Linked DNA regions of Mus musculus: region 1 is linked to region 2. A link is a contact called in public HiChIP or PLAC-seq data. All regions are on one chromosome and are shown on one strand. The core of a region is the stretch at or near the end of the contact, and the rest is flanking DNA. Distances in the headings are between cores, read along the strand shown.

Region 1 (4,330 bases), core at 1,538-4,037, 100 kb before region 2:
AACAAACAAAGACAAACTAACAACTACAAAACCCACGTGCTTTGGAATTAGATGACCTGAGTTAAAACTTACCAACCTGGCTTGCTAGGAGAGGGCTTCTGAGACTTCCTAGAATATAGGTGTATGCCTTTAAGAAGGAGTCAGCATATAGTCTGGAACACAGCAAGTCCTCTGTAAAAAATGAACTTCTTTTTCATGCTGTAGCAGCGTAACAGCTGAGTGCAGGATTTTAAGGGCATACCATCTCATTAAAATCTCAATGCTAACAGTTATTAGCTAAGTGACACTGGACAAGTTAGGTAGTTGGTTACTATTTCCTTATGTATAAAACAGAAGTAGTAATATTCTTACTTAGTAGGTCAATTGAAAGATCAAATAAATTAATATCTGAAAAGTGGTTAGAACCAATAGGCAAGAATATTAGATAAGAGTATTCTTAATATTAGGTAAGAATATTATGAAGGGATGGCACTGTAGAAGTCCCCTCAGGGTATAGTGATGGGTCAAAACCTTGATCTCAGGTAGAGGTAAACTGATAGTTCTTTCTTAGCTTCATGAACTGCTTAATAGAGGCTGCTTCATGAGAACTTAGAATAGACTGACCTTGCTTTGCAACATACTCCAGCTGAAACAAAGGATGGGTTTGTGGGCTCTAGAAATGCAGAGCTGAATATTAAAAAACAAAACAAACAAACAAAAACCTTGGTGCCTTGTTCAGAATCTTGTCTTGGCTTCACTCTTCTCCCACTTCCCATCTCTTTTTCCGTTTCCAGCCCCGCTTTCAGGTAAACCCAGTTTGTCATGGCTGCTGGAGAGCCACCCTCATTAGGATTATAGTTCTTGAAAATCTTAGATATCTTCTGTTTTGTTAAATTATGGAGGTTCAACAATTTGTGATTTGCATCTAAGTTTTTAGTTTTAGAGTTAATCCCACAATAAAACATCTTGACATGACTCTCTGCTTGTCCAGTATCTTTACAATCCAGTCTTAGAACATGAATAATTGGCTCAATATTGGAGCAGTTGTTTGTACCAGATACTTCACCACCTGGAAGTTGAATTGTCATATCTTTTGTAGTCTGTTTTGAGTTTTTCCTAAGAGATCTATTTGTTTGTTTATTTGTTTATGTTTGGCCTCAAACCAATGCTACCTTAATTTCTTTTTGGTGCTTCCAGCTTTTCTCTTCCAGTATTTCTCTTACTATGTTTAATGCTTAATTTTTCATCTATTTTAACATCATTATCACAGGTTCATAAAACCATCTTTTCAATTAGATTTGGATCAAATTTATAGACTGTGTTTTAGAAATATATATTCCTTCAATTATTATAATTATGTTGTTAGATTTTTTTTTTACAATTTCTCTATTGTTTATGTGCCTAAATTCATGTAGATCTTGCTTAGGTCATTTCTACTGGTTTTTAATATTTTTGAATCACAAATGAGTATTTCTTCTGTATCATACAACTTTTCTGATTGAGGTGGTATAAATAAAAAATGTTGTGTTTAATAAGAAAGAAAGAAAGAAAGAAAGAAAGAAAGAAAGAAAGAAAGAAAGAAAGAAAGGAAGGAAGGAAGGAAGGAAGGAAGGAAGAGCAAGAGCGAGCCAGGACATGTTTGGTAGAAGCTAGGTATGGTGAGGTGGAAGGGGGTGCCTCTGGGGGTCCATGCTAAGACAACTCTTTCCTCTGAGGGACTAGAAATACGGTGGATAGAGTATGGAATAGAGTATGGAATAGAGTTTAGTTAGGGCATGAGAAGGGGAGTTGAAGAGGAGTAGAAATGGGGGGGGGGGAGGCACAGGGGGGCGGGGGGATGGGAAGGGGAGAGAAAGGGAGTAGGGACAGGGAAGAGAGGACGAGTGAGGAGGAGACAAACAGCCGGTTTTATAGTGAGTCAGACACACCTGACTGTTGCCCAGTAACTGTAGGGCAAAGCCTAGAAGGAATGCTAACAAAAATGGCCCCCACAGGCTCATAGGGAGAGACACTATTAGGTGTAGCCTTGTTGAAGTAGGTATAGCTTTGTTAGAGGAAATGTGTCACTGGGGGGTGGGCTTTGAGACCTTAGAAGTTTAAGGCAGGCCGAGTGGTTCATTGTCTTTTCCTACTGCCTGTGGATTCAGATGTAGAATTCTCAACTCCTCCAGCACCACGTCTGTCACCGTGCTTCCCGCCACGATGATAGTGGCCTAAACTCGGAACTAAAAGCCAGACCCAGTTGAATGCTTTTCTTTATAAGAGTTGCCGTGGCCATGAGCTCTCTTTACAGCAATAGAACCCTAACTAAAACACTCATATATGATACACGTATTAGTTACTGCATATTTTGTATTACTGTGTACTGTGTAACTTTCTTTGTATTACCAAAAGCTTTATAACTGGAGCGGCTGGGTTTTCTAAGTGGATAATCTGGATAACCTGGTAGTGATCTAAACTCTTCCAAACCGTTCTATCTCATTTCTGTTCCGGGGATACTGGTTGTTGCTGAAATGCATAAAAAATGCAAAATCACTCATTCCCCTCTGGATCCTTCAACAAAAAGAGTTAACCAATGTAAAGGCTGAGACAAAGGAGGGCGGAGTAGGAGTTGTTGCCTATCTGGGAAGGGCTGAAGGAAATGCCTGGGGCTGCACTGTTTCTTCTGTCCTGGTCCCCGGCCAGGAGCTTGCCCAAGATAGCTGTGGGCTGAACTGATTTTTTGTGGTCAGTGATCTGCCACCTTTGCTCACCCAGTTCCCCTTCTCTCTGCCTAAGCCACCGTCTTTGTCTTCCTCAGCACTTACTGGGGCAAGGGCCACGCCCCCTCCTCACTTACTGGGGCAAGGGCCACGCCCCCTCCTCGCTTACTGGGGCAAGGGCCACGCCCACATCCTCTATTTGGGAGAGAAAAGTTGCAAAGTAGCGGCTCACCCCAGTGAGAACTTATTCATCTCTCTGAGAAGTCAGACCGTGACTTCTCCATCTTCCCTGTTATCCACAGCAACTCTCACTAACGGCTCTTCTAATAGCTTCCTGAATGCCGCTTCCTCTTCTATTAAGTTCGCAGATTAATGTTTAATGTAAACCGGGATGCACTTCTTTAATGAAGACTTTCAGAACTCTAGTAGTTGGAATAAAACTCCAGCTCTGCCTGGCCTGGAGTCTGTCCTTTCCACTCCCTCTTCTACTGATTCTTTGTTATTTCTTCCAGGCTCGTGCGTTTCCCTTCCCTATAACATAGCAAGAGCGCTTCAACCCCGGGGGCTTCTAGATTGCAGTTTCCTCTTTCCCTCTCTCTTAGCACGTGTGTGCAGCTGGTGGCACCCAGGCTTCCTTTCTGTTATCTGTATCTTGATCCTGGCCGCTCTCAGCACATCCTGTTTCTTTTCTTCAGGGAATTTGCAATCATCTATGATAATCTCGGTTATCTGCCCACTTAGTAAGTCTCTTTGCCTTCGGGGATGGCGACTCTAGAGTGGTTGGAATTGTTGCTTCCTTCTGAATTCCTGAATCCCTGGAACCACACATGGAGGTCACAAAAATTCCTGTTTTAGACTGTTAACTCTGGTTTTCTTTCGGTTGCTATGAGACAGCATTCTGATTCAAAGCAATTCAGTGGGGGTGGGGTGGGGGCGGGGAGGATGCATTTCTGCTTACAGGTTACAGCCCATCCTTTTGGGGAGTCAGGAAGAGGACTCAAGTAGAAACTTGAAACGTGGACAAAAAGTGCTTGCTGGCTGGATCTCTCAGGCGCATGCTTAGCTGGCTTTCTTATACAGCCAACGACCACATGCCCATGGAATTTGGTGCGCTGGGCCCTCCTAGCAATTAACGATCTGATAAACTTTTCCTGGTATCCATCAGCAGGACAGGCAGGGCTGGACAATCCAGGATGACTTGACTTGCAAGCCTGACGTTTGAAGTTTGATAGGGTTGGTTAGAAGTTTGGGTTCGGCCAAGGCTGCCATCCCTAGCATGGTGGTGGTAAAGAGCACTTATTTCTCTCATCTGGTAGCACATGACTTTTAGAGAGAAAGCCTTAAAAAACCTAGATAACAGACACTTGGAGAAATATCTAGTTTACTTTTAGGATCAAGTGAGAATTTTCTAGAAGACCACGGTCATAAAAGAAGGTACTGAGGTTTGTTCATGCCGAATCTTGATTCCTTAATGTGTCAAGGTCGGGGGTGGGGCATTTTCTAGGTGATGAAGTCATGGAGCATCGAGCTCACAAGCAAGTTTCTGTCTTTTCTCAAGAGACTGAGTTATATCTCTCTAGACTAAATTAGACCTCTGTGAACTAGAGCGAGTCTCACGTGGCTAGACCAGTCACCACAAGAATGAGTTA
Region 2 (3,838 bases), core at 615-3,114:
GCTGGAATTAGTGAGGGAGGGGCTTTCTAATATTACGTGTAGCATTGAAATTACTGAATAGAAAGAAAATATGAGTATATAAAAACTGGACCCCAGAAGAATTGTTTCAGGTCATGAACTCACATAGGACAATCCCTAAAATGATACCCATTTTCTTGACATAAGAGCATCACATTCTAGTTTTTAGAATTTTTTTCAGAAATTATTTTCCCCTTTCTTCTTTTCATGACTCTTCCCATCTGTGGGCTTCATATCCATGAATTCAACCAAATGAGGGTTGAAACTATTTGTGAAGATCAGAAGCCCTAATCATGCACAGACTTCTTTCCTGTCATTAAACGGTGCCGTCTAACAACTGTTACACATCCCTTGCAGTGCCTCAGAAATTTATTGCCATCACTCTTGAGATCTGAGGTCTGAGAAAAGATGAGCATAAGTTATTGGCAAAACTACTGTTTTATAGACTCGAACTTCTGATTGTTGGTAGAGCTCAGGGCTAGTTCCCCATAAATACAGAGATCTGACTCTATATTAAATTTGCATGGGTTCATATAGATGCACACAGTATGGAAAACACGGGTTTGGAAACATTAGAGGAACCATTATGTGTAACTTAAAAACCATTTTGTGTGACTTAGAGTAAGCCTGTAAGCCTGCCACCAAGAAGCTCCGGCAAGAAATAGAAGCAAGTTCTAATGTGTTAATGGAGCAGCCATGTACCATCACAAAGTGACAAATTGATGTGTTCGTGAACTAGCCCCAAGCTGTGAACCCTGATAACTCCCAGTGAAATGATACACAACTTGGAACTTGGGAAATGATCTCTAAGATCTTACTGCCATGCACCCAAGACAGGGCTTCCATAGCCTCTGTGTTGATGATACTCATCGGCAGAGGACCTGAGGCTGGCCTCTGTGTGTGGTCCTGGCTCCAGTGACCTTTGAACTTCTGGCGCGGTTGCTGAACTCACATATATCTGCTCAACTGCTAGCATTAGCCATTGGCCAAGACCTAAAACCTGCACCAGTGCTGTGCTGCTGGCCACCCACAATGAAGGACTCTACTGCGGAGGTGGGTTGAGCTGGCAAAGCTCCTGAAGTGTCCTCACCTTAGAAAAATCCCCAGTCACATCCTTCAGTAATAGTTCCTGCCCAACCAATGGTTCCTTGCTTGGGGAGATGTCTGTAGCATAGTATTATAAGGGTGTGGATAAACCAAGCTAAATTTGAAAGACAAATGTTGTGTGGCCATCCTAACTGCCAAGGTACCTCACTGCCCACAGGCCACACTCCTGTTTCTACAATAGGAAAGCTAATTAGAGGGTCGTTTCAGTTGGATGCAGACCTGCCGAGACACTGGTTTAAGAGGAAACTGTGACATTGGATAGAACATATCACCTTTAAGACTACTGTTTTCTCAGCTTAGAATTTGGTTGGTCAAAATGCTGCTGTGATAGCAAGGGAGATTTTTGTTATTGTTGTTTTGAGAGGATCTCTCTATGTAGTTCTGGAGTTTGATATATACACCAGGCTGGTCTTGAACTCACAGAGATCCTCCTGCCTCTGACTCCTGAGTTATCCTGGGATCAAAGGCATGCACCACTCTGCCTCTCAGTTGTTTGTTTGTTTAAACAGAGATCACTTTGCCTGAAGAAGAACCAGAGGTCTTTTAAAGATCTGTGTTCATCTCGGCTTCGGTGGGTGGAGTAGGGCGATGGAGAACTATGATTTGCTTGGGACACTACTAGTTCAGCTTCGAAGTAGCCAGAGTTGGAATCTGGCTTTAGAGTATGAATGGCTGAGTCACCAGCTGCCTAAATAAGACCCACTTTGAGGTAGGGGAAGTGGTTGGTAGCTAACTTAGGGTCTAGACATCCCCAGCGTGCAGACGCAGCACTCTGCTTCACACGTGGGCACAGACTGATCAGTGCACCCATCTTGACCCTGATTCTCCTTTTTAAAGCGGAAGTCCAAAAAAGTGCGCTCCTGTCTTCTGAGGTTTGCCTTTGGGTCATTGAAGATCTGTGGAGTGTAGACAGTGTGTGACCCCACAAATCAGGGAGAGGTTCAACCTCAAACCCAAGCTGCAAACAGGGGCTTTTGGGTGTGGTCATCAGGATGATCAGCGAGAGGCCTTTGATGATAGGCTCAAGACATCTGAGGGCAGAGATGTAAACCAGGATGAAGCTATGAGGGCCTGACTCCTAACTCAATGTCTATGACTAGCTGGGTCTATCAAAACCAGTCTAGTGTGAATCTTGTGTATGCATGACTTTACTCTAGACTTTTCTCAATATTACCGACCCTTCTTACTGAAGGGTAACTTAGCCAAGCATATGTTTATATAGAAAGCCCACTAAGGGCCCCGGGGTCTTTCAGTTGGATTTGGGATGCTTGTAATAGAAATCTATTAGTTGATGAAAATCAGCCCTGGTCCTTGAACAACTTGACATAGGTATAGTAAATAACTATAAGAAACCCTTTAGCTGCTCTGGGGCAACACTGAAGGGTCTGACCTGGAACTCTGTTCAAAGATGAGGACTGCTGACTCAGAAGCCTTCTGCAAGGCTGCCTTAGCAATGTGAAGGAAAGCAACAGTCGTGATTAACAAGGACTAGCAATGCTGACCTGGAACTATTTTGTCTGTCCTTCTAATTCAGAAAAAAACACATCTGAACCATTGCTTGTTATTTACATCTGAGTGGGGGGCACTCTAGAAGACAGGAGAAGGAATGCCCAGAGGGAAGTAACAAAATTTCAGTCATATAATTAATACACCCAAGAACTCAATGCAAGAAAAACCTCTTCATGGTAGAGCCTGCTCACACCCGGCATGCTAGAGCTCTGTCTGAAGGTAGGAGAAGAGAGGCTTGCCCACTAGAGGGGTGTGCAAAGAATGTCTTCCATCCCCACATGCAGAATGTGGCTGGGGACAGTCGACTCACCTCTGTGTCTTGATGGTTGATCTCACTGAGGCTGGACTGCTGCAGCAGGACTATGAGGAGCCTGTTGGGAAGGACAGAGTGGATCAACAGCCCGGACAGCCAAGGGTGCTCTGAATGGATACTAAAGCCCAACACCATGGGTGGAGTTGGAGGCCTCCGAATGAAACAAGGTCCTTCCCATCTATCCGAGAAAAGGAGCATGGGAAGCCGTTAGCAGGAAAAACAGAGGAGCACACCTGTCTACTCCAGCTTCTTGCCATTCTAGTGCTCCTGGGGATGAAGGCGAGGCAAGACATCGAGCCTTTAGCCTCACTCTCTGTCACCCACATAGTACTTCAGTAGCCAACATCATGTGCTGCCTGGCTTTTATTCCTTTGCATAACCACACTCGGGGTGCTTGTGTTTACATCTCCACACACTGGTAACACAGGGACATCTGAGCAGGCAGTGACAGGATTCATCGAGCAACAACAGCCAGTGATTCTCAAGTTCAGTCTCACTGCCCTGAACTTGGTTGTCTGAGGTCAATACTCCCTCCATGAGATAGAGGCGGTTGGTGGCACTGGTTCAAGGGCCAGGCTCTGGAGCCAGACAGTCTGGGTTCACATGTCAGTCCTGCCAAACTCTGTGCTCTGAGCCAAGTTGCTTACCATCTTTGTGCCTAAGCTTCCTGTCTTTGGGAGCAATAAGTGCTGGTCTCACAGCTCATGGAGGAGACTAATTGAGATAATATGCTGAAGCATGTAGAATATGTCCAAAAGACAAACATACTATTTCCAGAAACATTAATCTCAGATTTTCGAGCCGTGGGCCCCATCTCTGAACCACCAGGAGGATTTTAAAAGTCACAAACAGCTGGACTGGACTCAGTGGGTCTTGGAGAAGCCTCATCGG

The links. HiChIP or PLAC-seq counts read pairs in DNA pulled down with a chosen protein or histone mark.
Region 1: a contact with region 2 is called in an H3K4me3 HiChIP or PLAC-seq map of microglia, with 6 times the contacts expected there. The contact joins two enhancer-like sites. A contact is called at or near these places in 2 of 15 datasets of contacts at CTCF or cohesin (CD8 T cells and the NIH/3T3 cell line), 12 of 484 Hi-C or Micro-C datasets (bone marrow-derived macrophages, cerebellar granule neurons, cranial neural crest and 7 more), 10 of 115 datasets of contacts at active chromatin or transcription factors (CD8 T cells, bone marrow-derived macrophages, embryonic fibroblasts and 5 more) and 4 of 9 other capture datasets (adipose tissue, bone marrow-derived macrophages, liver and 1 more).

Annotation. Positions count from the first base shown.
Region 1 is chr13:112,438,583-112,442,912 of GRCm38.p6, reverse strand. No RefSeq gene overlaps it. Among named protein-coding and RNA genes, the nearest start is that of Il6st, 23 kb to the left of the region's middle. Within about 2 kb of position 2,787, at least 185 of the 459 cell types and tissues checked have an H3K27ac peak or open chromatin away from gene starts, as enhancers often do. A contact at or near this core is called in CD8 T cells, bone marrow-derived macrophages and microglia, where this site is marked.
Region 2 is chr13:112,335,382-112,339,219 of GRCm38.p6, reverse strand. It overlaps Ankrd55 (ankyrin repeat domain 55), which reads right to left. Exons shown (of 11, transcript NM_029898.3): 5 at 2,945-3,005. Among named protein-coding and RNA genes, the nearest start is that of Gm41065, 19 kb to the left of the region's middle. Within about 2 kb of position 1,864, at least 19 of the 459 cell types and tissues checked have an H3K27ac peak or open chromatin away from gene starts, as enhancers often do. A contact at or near this core is called in CD8 T cells, bone marrow-derived macrophages and microglia, where this site is marked.